3 separate regions of the Mus musculus genome follow, and regions 1 and 2 are each linked to region 3. The links are chromatin contacts, called in public HiChIP or PLAC-seq maps. All regions are on one chromosome and are shown on one strand. The core of a region is the stretch at or near the end of the contact, and the rest is flanking DNA. Distances in the headings are between cores, read along the strand shown. Region 1 holds the start of Camk2n1 (calcium/calmodulin-dependent protein kinase II inhibitor 1). Region 2 holds the start of Mul1 (mitochondrial ubiquitin ligase activator of NFKB 1). Region 3 holds the start of Pla2g5 (phospholipase A2, group V).

What was found. HiChIP or PLAC-seq counts read pairs in DNA pulled down with a chosen protein or histone mark.
Region 1: an H3K4me3 HiChIP or PLAC-seq map of neural tube shows a contact between it and region 3, with 5 times the contacts expected there. The contact joins the promoter of Camk2n1 here to the promoter of Pla2g5 in region 3. A contact is called at or near these places in 7 of 39 promoter capture datasets (the 3T3-L1 cell line, the C10 cell line, the HPC-7 cell line and 5 more), 1 of 15 datasets of contacts at CTCF or cohesin (embryonic stem cells), 2 of 484 Hi-C or Micro-C datasets (both in embryonic stem cells), 17 of 115 datasets of contacts at active chromatin or transcription factors (craniofacial prominence, embryonic basal ganglia, embryonic forebrain and 7 more) and 3 of 9 other capture datasets (adipose tissue, liver and macrophages).
Region 2: a contact with region 3 is called in an H3K4me3 HiChIP or PLAC-seq map of embryonic basal ganglia, with 4 times the contacts expected there. The contact joins the promoter of Mul1 here to the promoter of Pla2g5 in region 3. A contact is called at or near these places in 4 of 39 promoter capture datasets (cranial neural crest, frontonasal cranial neural crest, hippocampal neurons and 1 more), 1 of 15 datasets of contacts at CTCF or cohesin (embryonic stem cells), 3 of 484 Hi-C or Micro-C datasets (embryonic stem cells and nephron progenitors) and 17 of 115 datasets of contacts at active chromatin or transcription factors (the 230-238 cell line, bone marrow-derived macrophages, embryonic basal ganglia and 8 more).

The regions. Positions count from the first base shown.
Region 1 is chr4:138,453,808-138,458,084 of GRCm38.p6, reverse strand. It overlaps Camk2n1 (calcium/calmodulin-dependent protein kinase II inhibitor 1), which reads right to left and starts at 2,937. Exons shown (of 2, transcript NM_025451.2): 1 at 2,734-2,937; 2 at 1-1,367. The coding sequence starts at 2,899. The coding sequence ends at 1,297.
Region 2 is chr4:138,432,463-138,436,655 of GRCm38.p6, reverse strand. Mul1 (mitochondrial ubiquitin ligase activator of NFKB 1) reads right to left here and starts at 1,984. Exons shown (of 4, transcript NM_026689.3): 1 at 1,777-1,984. The coding sequence starts at 1,896.
Region 3 is chr4:138,816,148-138,820,820 of GRCm38.p6, reverse strand. Pla2g5 (phospholipase A2, group V) reads left to right here and starts at 1,564. Exons shown (of 5, transcript NM_011110.4): 1 at 1,564-1,821.

The DNA.
Region 1 (4,277 bases), core at 1,688-4,187, 360 kb after region 3:
GTGCAACATACAGAATAGAGAATTAAGAAAAGAAGGAACTGGGAGGGGTGGGGACCTCTTGAGGTCCAAAGTTGCAAACAAATAATTTAAAAGAACAAAAAAAAAAAGGTAAAAGATTCCTCACGCAAGAGGCATTTTTTTGCAAATACCATGCAAAACAGGCAGCTGGCGAGCCTTAAGAGAACCCCTATAAATAACAGAAAAGACTCTCCAAGTGTTCCCACACAGGACTCAGAGCACAGGGGACAAAAGGAAACCAAAATGCCTTTTGGCGGTTCAAGATATTTGGCACTCTTGTGATTACATTTGTTGTTTGTTTTTGTTTTTTTTTTACAGTCCATTAAAGAGAATGGATAAAGTGACACAATATTGAAGAAGAAAGAGGGGTTCACTCAACAGAGCCCCCAGGGAGGCTAGAAAAAGCTCAAGCAAGTTTGTCTTTGTTTTTCTTCTTCTTCTTTCTGACATATAAAACCCACTGTTGGTGTTAACCTGGGCAAAGAGCTGTACTGCAACAAAGAAGCGCAAGCTTTTCAGTTGTCTCTCGAAAACAAGACCAGGAAGGGGCCTTCCCAAAGCATCAGTCCGTAGAAAAGTTACTTTCTGCTTTAAAATGGGGTTCATTCAAAGATGACCCAAGTACAACAGTATCTACAGAGGTCATTCCCCTGCCCCCAATTTTCTTTTGTACATCCAAGAATAAACAACATTAAAAAAAAAAAACTGGACTAGACCGCATGTCACATCCAAGTGCACAGATGAAATTATGTAAACATTGGGAACAGCCAAATCAGCAGAGAAGGCAAGCACCTTCACGTGGTCGGTGCTGCTTTCGGGAAGTGGTTCAAACTCCAGAGCTATAATTGCACAATATTTACCATATATAAAAAGAAACAGGTATTAATCTTGACAAATAGCTGCAACTGAGACTTTTTTCTTTTATATGTGTGTATATAGTGATTTTTATTTTTTTTATTTTATTTTTTTACTTTTTGTGTGTTTTTTTTTAACTTTTGTTTTTGTAGAGGAGCCCAGAGCCACCGCTACCGCTGCTACCACCACCACCACCACCTCCACCACCTCCACCTCCTCCTCTTCCTCCTCCTCCTCCTCTCCACCTCATCTGTCTCCCGGCCTGACTTGAGACACAAGTTGTCGATTTCATCGCAGGTAGCAAGCTATTAATAAATTTCAAAGTGCTTTCTCCCTCCTCCTCCTCCTCGTGCTTTTTGTCAGTAACTGTCACAGCCCGCCACTCTTCTTATTCTTTCCCTCAACACATTGTCTTTGGGGCAGTTAGACACCAGGGGGTGCCTTGTCGGTCATGGTTTTCAGCACGTCATCAATCCTATCATCTTCAATAACAACTGCAAAAAAAAAAAAAAAAAAAGGGGGGGGAGGGGAAGAGAAATGTGAGAGAGCTTGGGCTAGCCAGGGGTCGCAGATACTTTGTCTATCCCCATTATGGAGGTGCAGGGGAGGGCGAGGAAGGAAGGCTGGCTGTTCCAAGCAGGGTGAACAGCCCCATTGCCCTAGGCTCCCTTCCCTGCCTGGTTCTGAACTGCCCCACTGCCTAGCCCTCATCCTAGATGGATTCTAAGAAGGAGCAAGCCAGAGGGAGCCATCCCAGCTCGACTGCAACCCGATGCAACCCTTTACAAAGAAGTCTCCTAGGCTGATTCTTAAGGAGAGAAAGGGAAACTGAGGTCTTCAGATCACTGGTGGCGGTAGCCCAGGCCGGGTTCAAAGATGCCCGGAGCAGGAAGGAAAGCTGGGGTAGGTTCCCACGCCGATCAGCGGCTGCAAAGTTTAGGCCTGGCCTGAACGGGTGTCCCCCTCCCGTTCTCCCTTCCCCGTTCCCCGGTCTGTAGCCTCCGCCCCTCCGCTCTCTGTGCCACCGCAAAGGGCAGAACCTCCCTTCGCTGCCGCCTGGGGCTTTACCTTCAGTTGCCTCTTCCGCCTGCCTCACTGCCTCCACTGGCCTCTCTCAGTCCCTCCACCGGTCCCTGTACTGGATGATCAGATCACCTGTCCAGAACTCTGGGTCTCTACCCGTAGGTCTCCTTGTCTGTCACCCTCATTGTTCCAGCACTTCAGCGTCCTCCCTAGACTTGAGTCCCAGGCTCCCTTACAGCTCCCTCGCTTTAGCTCTCAGCCCACCTCGGTCTCCCGACCATCTCCCCACTTCACCTCGCCACCCCAGTCTTTTCCGGCAGCACCCTGAGTCTCGGTTTCCCTGGGGCTTCTCCAACTCCAATATCTCAGGCTAGACCACCCTTCTCCCCTCTGCCAAGTAACAGTGAAAAGCCAGTGCGACCTGAATGCTCCTCGCCCTTCCCCGCGGGAGTTAAGGTCCTTCCCCTGCAGCGCCCCACGCAGACCCCTAAGAAGCTCCAGGACCCCTTACCCCAGGGTGGCCGAGCAGAGAGAGTGCAGATGCGACTCCACTGCGCAAAAAGGGGGAGGGGTGTGAAACCTAAAAGCAAACTTTGGTGCGGTTGAGGACGCGGGTATAACCTTTGGGCCTCGGCAGCAAGTAGAGGCTACCACGCCCCCGGGTGACCCCGCTGGTGGCCCGGACAAGCGGGGACTCTTGCCCGAGGCCTGATCCAGCTTCCGCCGCAGGAGGGATCCCTAGATCTCGCAGATGGTCCTCCTACTACCGCGGGGACCCCTGAGCCCCAGCCAGGCTGCAGCACCAGCACCGCAGGGGGTAAGGGGCGGGGAACTCACCGCGCTTGCTCCGGCCGATCTGGCCCAGCTTGGGAGGCCGCTTGCTCTGCCCAGCCCCGAAGAAGTTGTTGGTGTCCTGCAGGCGGCACGAGAAGATCTGGCCCACGTCGCCGCCGTCGCCGTAGGGGCTCAGCTTCTCGTCGCCGTAGGGCAGCACCTCCGACATGGTCGCGTCCGGGGGCTCCGAGGCGGCACCTCCTCCGCCCGCGTCCCCGCCCGCGGAGGACAGGGTCAGCGGCGCTGGGGCCGGGGATGGCCGGCCGGGGACGGCCCTCGGGGCTGCCGCGGCGCTGGGGCCGGCGAGAGGCCGGGGAGGGACACCGCTTGGGGCAGGAGCGCGCAGCCCGCGCGAGCGACCCAACGAGCGCCCGCAGCTGAGCTGCGCTGCGCTCGGGCTCCGCGCGCGAGTGGCTGCTGCTCCGGCAGCGGCGGGCAGGACTCACATCCTCGGCGCTCTCGGGCGCGGGGCGGGGGCCGAGCCGGGCGGGGCCGCGACGCGCGGGGAGGAGGGTGTCCCTGCGAGCCCGGAGGGCGCGGGACCGAGGTGGGCGCACCCCGGGGAGCGCGCGGGCCAGTCCTGCCGCGGATGCGGGCGGCGGCAGCGGCGGCGACTCGGGGACTGTGAAGCAGCGAGCGGCCGAGGGGGAGGGGAGCAAAAAGGAGGGAGGGCAGGGGGAGGAAACCCGGAGGGAGGGAGGGAGGGAGGGAAGAAACCGAGAGGGCGACGGGGAGAAAAACAGAAAGACAGAAGAAGGCAAGGGGAGCGGCGGGAGGAGGGAGGGTGAGGAAGGAGGGAGAAAAAGAAAAGGGGGGAGACTAGATTTGGATCGGAGAGGCAGAGCGGAGAAGCGAAAGAGGGAAAAATAGAGGGTCGGAGAAGGAAGGAGGAGAGAGGGGGGACAGAGGGAGGCAGGGACGAAGGAGCAGCCTGCGAGCTGCTAGGGAGAATGCCAGCCCAGGCTGAAAGCGAGGCGCCAGAGGAGGGAGGGAGGAGGGGACCCGTGGGCCTCGGGGAGAGATCCCTGGAAGCTAAGCGACGTCACGGGGCCGCGCCGGACCGCGGCTGGCTTCCTGCCCCCGCCCCCGTTCCCTCCGTCCCGCCTGCGCTGAGGGGCCCCGGTGCGCCCCGCCCCGCCCCGCCCCGCCCCGCACGGCCCGCGCCCCTCCCGCGCGGTGTTTACCCGACCCGGAGCCTGTGCGCGCCGGCTCGGCTGGCTGTGACTCCCGAGGGGAACCCGAAGCAGTGGGAGGGGAGGGGACCGAGGACGCACCGGCCGGGAAGGACGCGGATGCTGACCTCCCTGGAGGCCAGTTACAGAGGTCAAGGATCGGAGCGTACTGGGCCACCCGCGGGCACTCCTCTCCCTTCCCCCACCACACTTGTGCCCCACTTAGACCCTGCCGGGCATTCCTCTATCCCCGTGCCCACTGGATCTGCCAGGAAGGCCTTTTTCTCACTTCTTGTCCCTCTGTGCGGGGGCCCTGGCTCCCCCCGCACCAACCCCGGGGACAAGAAGGAGGGGAGGAGGGGGCAGCCCCGCCTC
Region 2 (4,193 bases), core at 735-3,234, 380 kb after region 3:
AGTACCACAGGCTGGCCTAGGACGTATCGTTCATCTGCAGGTGTCCTTCACTTGTTTTGTTGTTGTTTGTTCTGGGTTTTTTGTTTGTCTTTTTGTGCTTGGTTTTCTGGGTTGTTTGTTTGTTTGGTTGGTTGGTTGGTGTCCCTTGAACTCAGAGACCCACCTGCCTCTGCCTCGTTACACTGGGAACTTCTGATCCAATCCTTTTCACTGCAGAACTCCACGGTTTTGTTTCTGAGCCCTTACTGAAACCAACCTGGTGATAAGACTTGGGCTCCAAAGTCCATCTTCCATACAACTGCCAGAACAAGTCTTTGGCTGATGGACTGTGAAATTCCAGCCAGCATAACACCACCACCATGCGCTGGGCAGCTACTGCTCGTCACACGCTGAGGTAAGAACCGAGAGATGAAGATGATCCCCCCGCCCTTTCAAGGTTCGTCAGCTTGACAGGTGCCACAGAGCAAGGCGGTCAACTAAGAAAGGAGGACAAAAAGTGTCGTGTTGCTGGAGTTCCAGGCAGAGCTGTGCCACGGTACCCATAAGAGCCAGCCTCAGCCACCAGTCCTCAACAAGCCAACTACAAAAGCTAAATTAACAGCGACAAGCCAGTGAGGGCGAAGACCCCTGGGGGCTCCGCTCCACCCCAGCTTTATCTCTGGGTCCTAACACAAAAGCAAGGGCCTTTCACATCTTTACCTTATTACTTTTTATTATATGGGTGGTTTTGCCTGCATGCATGTCTGTGTATCACATACATGCCTGGTACCCAATAGAGGCCAAAAGATCACCTGGGACTGGAGACAAAAATAAAACAGAGACGGAAATGTGCCGTCTGAGCTGTTAAGTGCAACCCTCAAATGAGAATGTAGTTTTAAAGTAACTATAATATACAAAGAAATGACTGTAGAAACCTGGAGCGGAGCGGTTAAATAGATGAGCCTTTAAGTTCTCTGTTCTCCAAATGAGCCTCTAAGTTTGCTGTTCTTCACGTTGGAATCACCCCTGCCTTACATATCTTCACATCCTCCATCTCCGACCCAAGTATCACCTTGTTTAAAATGGCGACGCCCCCCTGTCAATGGCCATAATCTAGAATCACTTGGAAAGAGTGTCTCAACAAGGAACTGTCTATATTGAGTCAGCCTGTGTAGGCATAGCTGTTTAGACACTGTCCTGATAGCTCTAACTGAAGGGGGGAAACTCGCTGTTGTGTTGTGACTGACACCATTCTCTAGGTCTGGGCTCTGGACTGTTTAATAGTTGTTTCTCTCGACTCAGACGTGATTTGCAGCTGACTCAAGTTCCTGGCCTGGACTTCCCCGCGATGATGAATGGTAACCTGAAACTACAAACGAAATAACCCTTCTCCCTCTCCTAAGCTGCTTTCTGTCAGATATTTTACTATAGCAAAAGGAACGGAACTCTCCGTTTCCCTATCTTTCCGCTTTTCTCTGCCCTACTCCAACCCGATTCTCGCCCTATCACACGATCCAATTACGTGTAGGCGTGTGGTTGACCTAGAATGCACTGTGCACCAGGACAATGGCCTGTTTTTCTCACTACCTGGTGCCCAGCAGGTTTTCGAGAAACAGTTTTACAGCACTGCAATAACGTCCAGTGACACTGAGGGTCACTGGGGGGGGGCAGCCTCGCTGCAGCAGGTGCCCGGGATCCCCTCTGGCTGCGCGTCGTCTGGGGCCCTGTGGCTCCCCGGTGCGCCCCGGCGCGAGCTGCCAGTGAGACCGGGCTGCCCACCCCACCCCCCGCACTGACCTTGAGTTCCTGCGCGACCTGGGCCTTCTGCCGGTATATGGAGTACAGTACGGCGGTGACCATCGAACTGGTGCCCAGCAGGATGACCTGGCCGAGCGACGGTCGCGAACCGCTCTCCATGGCGACCCCAAGCCGCACCAGCCGCCTCGAAATCACCTGCGACCCCTACGCAGCCGCGCAGCCCTTCCCGGAACCCGTCGCCCGTCGATGACGTAAAAACCGGAAGTGGAGGACGGGGGTGGAGCAAAGACGTTGCCTAGGTGGTTGCGACGTTACTGCGGCCTCCTGGGAAACCGGTGGGGCTGGCTGTGGTCACGTGGGAGCTCTCCCTCCGGGTTTCTAGACGTTCTTGCTCCGTTATTGTTAAATGACATCTAATTTATCCTATGAGAGCGTGCCTTGGTGCACCTATAGAGGGCAGGACTCGATCTGAGCGTCCCGGTTTCTCCTACTTTATGGGTCCTTGGGATGGAACTCAAGTTCTTAGCCATGGTGGCAAAGCACCTTTACTCACTGGTCTGTTTCTCCAGCCCTTGCTGGATTATTTGATGTCGCCGCCGTCAGATGGGGAGCTGAGTAAAACGCGTGTTCAGCACCAAGAAGTGTTAGGCTTTAAGCTATCGGAGAACCTTGAAACCTGGCTTTTAAAGATGAAGAAACTAGCCCGGCGTGGTGACGCACACCTTTAATCCCAGCACTTGGGAGGCAGAGGCAGGCGGATTTCTGAGTTCGAGGCCAGCCTGGTCTACAAAGTAAGTTCCAGGACAATACAGAGAAACCCTGTCTCGAAAAACCAAAAAAGAAGAAGAAGGAGGAAGAGGAAGAAGAAGAAGAGAAGAAAGAAGAAGAAAAAAGAAACTGGGGCCAGAGGGGATGGAGAACATGGTCGGAGCCATACTGCAAAGGAGAGCTGGAGAAAAATTAGTCCAGCTTCAAAGCCCTCAACCACTACACCAGTTGAATTGATTCTACACCAGTTGAATCGCGAAAATAGCTCTTAATCTACTGCCACGCCACCCCCAAAACAGCATACTGCTTATTTAATAATAACAGCAAATATTTTTATTGAGTGACTATTATATGCCTTGTACTGTAGTTCGTATTTCTTAGGCCTGGCCTGTGTTTCACTCCACTATCTAGGGACCAAACCCAGGGTTTCAAGTGTTCTTCCACTTAGCTCCGTCCCAGTCACTCCAGACCAGCATTTGATGCATTCAACCACTGCCACAGTAGAGTTTCAGGAGAGGAAACTGAGGCTTCGGTTAAGAAATACACACAGTCCAGCACTCAGGAAGCAGAGGAAGGCAGACCTCTGAGTTCAAGGCCAGCCTGGTCTACAGAACGAGTTCTAGTACAGTTGGGACTACACAGAGAAGCCTTGTCTCAAAAAAACAAGTGGTGGGGAGAATATAAATACACTCAGACCTTTAACTAAAAATGATAATGGGCTTCAACCCAGGTGACCTTTGGAGAACTCGTCCAACTCCTCTCAGACATCAGAGTCGCCGCAAGTCTTAGCCAGCACATCTGCCTGCAAAGCCTGGGTTCTCCTTGCAGTGTCCTATAGGTTATCCTTTAAATTCCTCAAAATAGACCTAATGATATTCATTGGAGTGCTTTTTAAATAACAAAAGAATAAAAATGATCTAATTCCAATAGTCAGTTGGTTGAATAAAATTTGAAACGTTTGTTGAGGCAGGAAAAACGTTGGGACAGGAAAAAGAAGCACGTTTCTCAGCAATTTGGTCAAAGGCTCTTGCCAGAGAAGAATTCCAGCATAAGGGTGCTAAGACAGCTAGCCGGTAAAGCTCTGCGCTTGCTGTCCAACCTGAGTTCAGTCCCTGGGACCCACGGGATGGAAGGAGAACCGACTGTCAAACACGGTCCTCTGATCTCCGCTCACAGGCTATGGCGTGTATATTGCCAACATGTGCACAACAAATAAATAAATGTAAAATATAATTCCAGCAAAATTAATAATTGCCCAAGGCCTTCCTCCCTTCCCAGCAGTAAACCTGCGATTTTCTAGGAATTTCACCAGAAACCTCATTTGCGGAAAACCTGCAATGTACCAGCTCCCTTCTGCAACCCTAGGGTTCTAAATCGGAATTCTATCCAAGGCAACTGCAATCTCACATATCAAATGACAGGGAGGGGCTTCTTAGCAACTGCTTGAGATGTAGCATGAGAGCCACCTAATGGGTCTAGCTAATGGTAAGCCAGTCAATTGCCATGTTCCCCTGGGGAACCTATTCCCACACTTGGGTGTGTCTTCTCAATGCTTCCTCTAACCCTCAAGATATCTATAATAAAAATCTCCAACTCTGTCTCATTATACTGACTGGCCCTGGAACACTTTTTTTTTTTTCGTTGAAGCCAGGAATCCATTTGATCTGAGTTGAAGTCCCTAAAAGTCT
Region 3 (4,673 bases), core at 315-2,814:
CATGGCCTTTGGTAGTAATATGAGCCACAGACATTGACACAGACCCCTGCAGCTGCAAGGCCATAGACCCAGACTTGGTGCTCAGTAGCAGTGCTCACGGAGTGGGACTTCACCATGGCCTCGTGTGGCAGGGTAGACCACTCACATCAGGTTGTTCCTCACCACCCTCACATCTCCAGTTCCCCCTTTCTTCATAGAGCTCAAACTGTTCACCTTCCTTCTCTCTCCCATCTCTCCGCCACTTGCACATCACAGTGGCTCCCACTGTGGTTGGGCCATGCGGTGCTCAGGCCTGTGGGTATCTTTCCTAGTGTTAAATTTCTTCATGGCCAGGGCTAGAGAGATGGCTCAGCGGTCAAGAGCACTGGAGGCTCCTCCTAAAGGACCTGGGGTTCAATTCTCAGCACCCACACGGCAGCTCACAACTGTCTGTAGTTCCAGTACCCCTAGTTCCAGTTCCCCATTGCTGGGGAATCTGACACCCTCCCATACACATACCAGCAGGCAGAACACCAATGCACATAAAATAAGAATAAATAAGTAAAAAAAAATTTCACGGTCCTAAGTTTGCTTGTTTGTGTAAAATACTATCTTCTCATTGGAGGAGAAACTGGGGATGACTTATGGGTAAGTTTCTTCAGTTTGCCCTCAGATGAGGGAGAGAGAGACAGACAGACAGAGACAGAGACAGAGACACACACAGGGAGACAGAGACAGAGAAAGAACAGCAAATTATTAGGAATTGAGGATTTATGGATAAGTCTTATAACTTTAAGCAGAATTCAAAAATTTCAAAATGATATTTTGGGAGACCCGTGACCGCTTGATCGTGGAGTACCTCTGCTCATTTTCTTCTTCCTTTCTTCCTCCCTCGCTCCCTCTCTATTTCCTTCATCTTTCCCTCTCCTTCCCTCCCTCCCTCCCTCCTTCCCTCACCCCCTCCCTTCCTTGTTGCAGTTCTGGCTGGGCGAGGGGTGTCTGTCAGCTCCCCCTGTTGCTCTAACCTTAATTTCCAGACCCTTGGGCGATGTCTTTGGTGATGCACTGGCTCAGACCCAGCTTCCCGGATTGAACACTGGGTCCCCTAGGGTCCTCACCTTCGCCTTGTGAATCTGACCCTCCACCCCCCTCCCTCCCCGCCCCCCCGCAGGCAAAGACTCACACAGAAGCATTCCCTTGTAATTCAGAAAAAAACCTCGGAAAATTGAAACCCATGCCTCTGCTCTCCAAGCTCCGATCTAGCAACCCTCCCGAGACACTTGGCCTCCCCAGTGGCTTCAGCTGGACCCACTTCTCCTCCACCGTCCTGGGCCATCCCTACCACGGGCTCTGTGTTCGTGCTCCTGGCCGGGACAACACTTTGGCACCTGGGTCCTCAGACAGTCAAGACACTTAGCCTCTCAGATAATTAAGAAGGTTCCAATGCAGGCCCCACGGGGGTTAGTCAGGGCTAAGGGATTATCGAAGGCTTCTGAAGTGGATAAGGCTGTGACCTGGATAACTTGCCTCTCTTCCCCTGCCCTCCCCACTGGAATGCGCTGGGTGGCTGCCCAGGGCCCTGCTGCAGAGGGGCCTGTGCTGTGCCAGCCTCTGCTTTTGCTGGACTTTCTGCCACCATGAAGGCTGCTGGGGGCTGAGCGGGATGCTTGCTGGCCAGAGTTCATTGCGTGCTCCCATGATCAGAGTCTGTCCTCCTGTGTTGCAGCTTGTAGACCCTGATGCTTGTGCTGCCGGCCATAAACGCAGGGATCCAGACTCTGTCTACTGAGGCTGCTCCTAGGAACGGGCCCTGGGAACAGGCGCTGAGACCAGGCTACAAAGGTCAGTGACTGGGAGGGAAGATCCCAAAATGGAGGGGCAGTGGGCTGGAGAGAGAGCATCTGGGCAGGTGGAGTCTGGAGAACCCGAGAGGGGTTTGGGGAGCAGTGGGCACAGCTTCTGACAGAGGAATCTTCTAGGGTCTCAGGATCCCTTATAAGCCGTTTGTCAGACCAGGGCTAGGGTAGTTCCTGAGAGCAGTCATGTCTAAAGTAAGGGTACTCAGTATGGCCATTCCTAAAATGAACTAAGGCAGGACAGGGTTATAAATGGGGTGGATTGTGACTCCTGCTTACAGCCATCTGAAGGCTAGCCCAACTTTCTCATGTTTATTATGTACATGTTTGTGTGGTATATATACACATGTGTACAGGTACACATGTGCATGTATGTGTATGCATGTGGAGGCCATTTTGCTTCTCCAACTCATTTTTTGAGGCAAGGGGCTCTCGCTGAACCCGGAGCTCATGATTGAACACACTGGCCATCTACTTGCCTCCCCAGTGCTGGGATGGCAGCCACACACCCTGTACCTGAGATCTTGTTTTATTTACATGGGTTCTGGGGAGCAAGCTTAGGTCTATACCCTTGGCATGCTTGTATAGATGGATAAGCCATCTCTTCAACCCTGGATTTTTTTTTTTTAAATCCAAACCACAAGTGAACATTCCCCTTTGGGGAAAAGATGGGGAAAAGAGTTGGGCAAAGAGTTCATTCACATCTAATTAACCCCTCCCTCCCTAACTCCTGCATGCCAGCCACCTAGGGCACAAACCAAACAATCTAGAAAAGGGCGCCATGCCATTGCCAGCCCATACAAGGGGAGCTTTCTCCTCCCTCCAGCGCCCTTCCAATGTCTCCCTCCATTCCCTGAACAGTCCGATCTGGAAGGTTATTTGGCCTTGACCAAGGTTCAGCTCAGAGCTGAAGTACCCTGTGACCCTGAGGAGCCAGTTCTGATCTGCAAGGGACAATACCGCTAAGGGAGAAGTGACCAGCTCGCCACAGGCCTTCACTGTGGTGGTGATTTGAGTCAGGCAACGCTCCAGACCAGAAGTGGATGCCCCACCCACTCAAGGACAGGCTGTACTTATAGCCAGAGGAAAGGAAGTGGGGTGGGAAAGCCAGGGAGGGGCAGCCTGATTGGCCACAACTCACCGAGCTGTGAGCATCCGGTCAGAACAGTAGGGAGTTTGTCATGGCCCAAGTTCTGGATCTTAAAAACAAACTGAACCAGCCAACCAAACCAAATCCCCAAGCCTTCAGCCCAGATATTCACATAGGCAAGGACTTTGGACTTCTTGCGTTGAGAATATCTTTTAATTTTTCCACTACCACACTACCATGGATTCATTGTACAGAATGGTGAATTTCATAATAACACACTAATTTTTTTATTACCTTATTTATTTTTGTGGAGTGTGGAGACTTTCCCAAGCTACTGTGTGTGTGTGTGTGTGTGTGTGTGTGTGTGTGTGTGTGTATCTGAGGACAACATGTGGGAGTCAATACTCTCCTACCACCATGTGGGTCATGAGGATTGAACTCAGGGCCTCAGGTTTGGTTGCAAGCACCTTCACCCACTGAGCCATCTTGCCATAATGTCTCACTATGACATTCTTACAGATGTCACATACTCTGTACGTATTCACCACCCAGTAGCTGTTCTTGTCTCTCTTCCTTCCTCTCCTGGTCCTTTATCTGGTCTCAAACAGTCCCCCTTCCTGTTTCATGCAATATAGATAACTATAGATAAATGCTGATTGATAGATAGATGGATAAATAGATCCCACGTACAATAGAAAATGTCCTATTTATCTTTGTGTTCCTGTCATTTTCACTTAACTTGGTTATTTCCAAGTCAGTCAACTTTCCTGCAGACAATGCAATGTTCTTCTTTATGGCCGAATATCTCGGCATTGTGCGTATCTGCCATTCTTCTGTTGGTGGGCCTCTAGCTGGGCCCCATTACTTGTTGGGTGAGCTACTATTCTTTGAGGATAGATTTTTATTTATGTGTCAAAGTTTAGTCTACTGCTTACAGAGAAGACCTTGATCCAAATTTTATGGGGGCGGCATTGGACAAAACCTTTGGTTTAACAACATGGGGGCGCGTATCACAGCATAAGCTAATGAGGTTCCAGGGCACCTGGAGTCAGAGGCTTTGAAGTGAAGGCTGAGGCGGATTCACAGGAAGGCGTTTGGCTAAGGAAGACCTGGCTTGCTTGTTTGTTCAGCTTGTGGGTAGACTCCTACCCCAGGGCCTTAGCACCTGTGCTTCCTGCCTGGAGGATTCTTAAGATAGCCCCATGCCTGCCTCCCCACAGCTGTGTTTAGATAGTCACTAAGTAGTTATTGAAGGACGAGGGTGCTGTACCTAGAAAGATACACCCCCAAATCTTTTCTTTCTCCTAGCATAAGATTTCTAGGGAAATTTTGATTTTGTGGGCTCCATTGCTTCAGCAGTCTGATAGCCAAAGGGAAGCGTATGAATGCCTACACATTCCTCCCAGGCCGGCGACAATGGTGTACCTGAGCCTGTGATTAGGTGTGGCCTTGACGACTTGCTGTGAGGACTAGCCATGCATATCTGTAAGACAGGCTGCCAGGCCTGCACTGGCCTTCAAACCGAGTGGCTCTAGTGTTCCCTCTGGACTTCAAGGTTTTATCCAGTACAGTGAAGAAGACAGAAATGCCTTTGTTCTCTGAGACTCACGCTCTGGAGGGAGAGGTTCTCATCAATGTCACGACCAAGGAGGCGCGCAGTGTTTGAAAGAAAGAGAAAGCATGATGACCTTAGGTAGGTAGTCAGAGAAGGCAGCCTGGAAGAGGTGGCATTTAAAGTAAGACCTGGA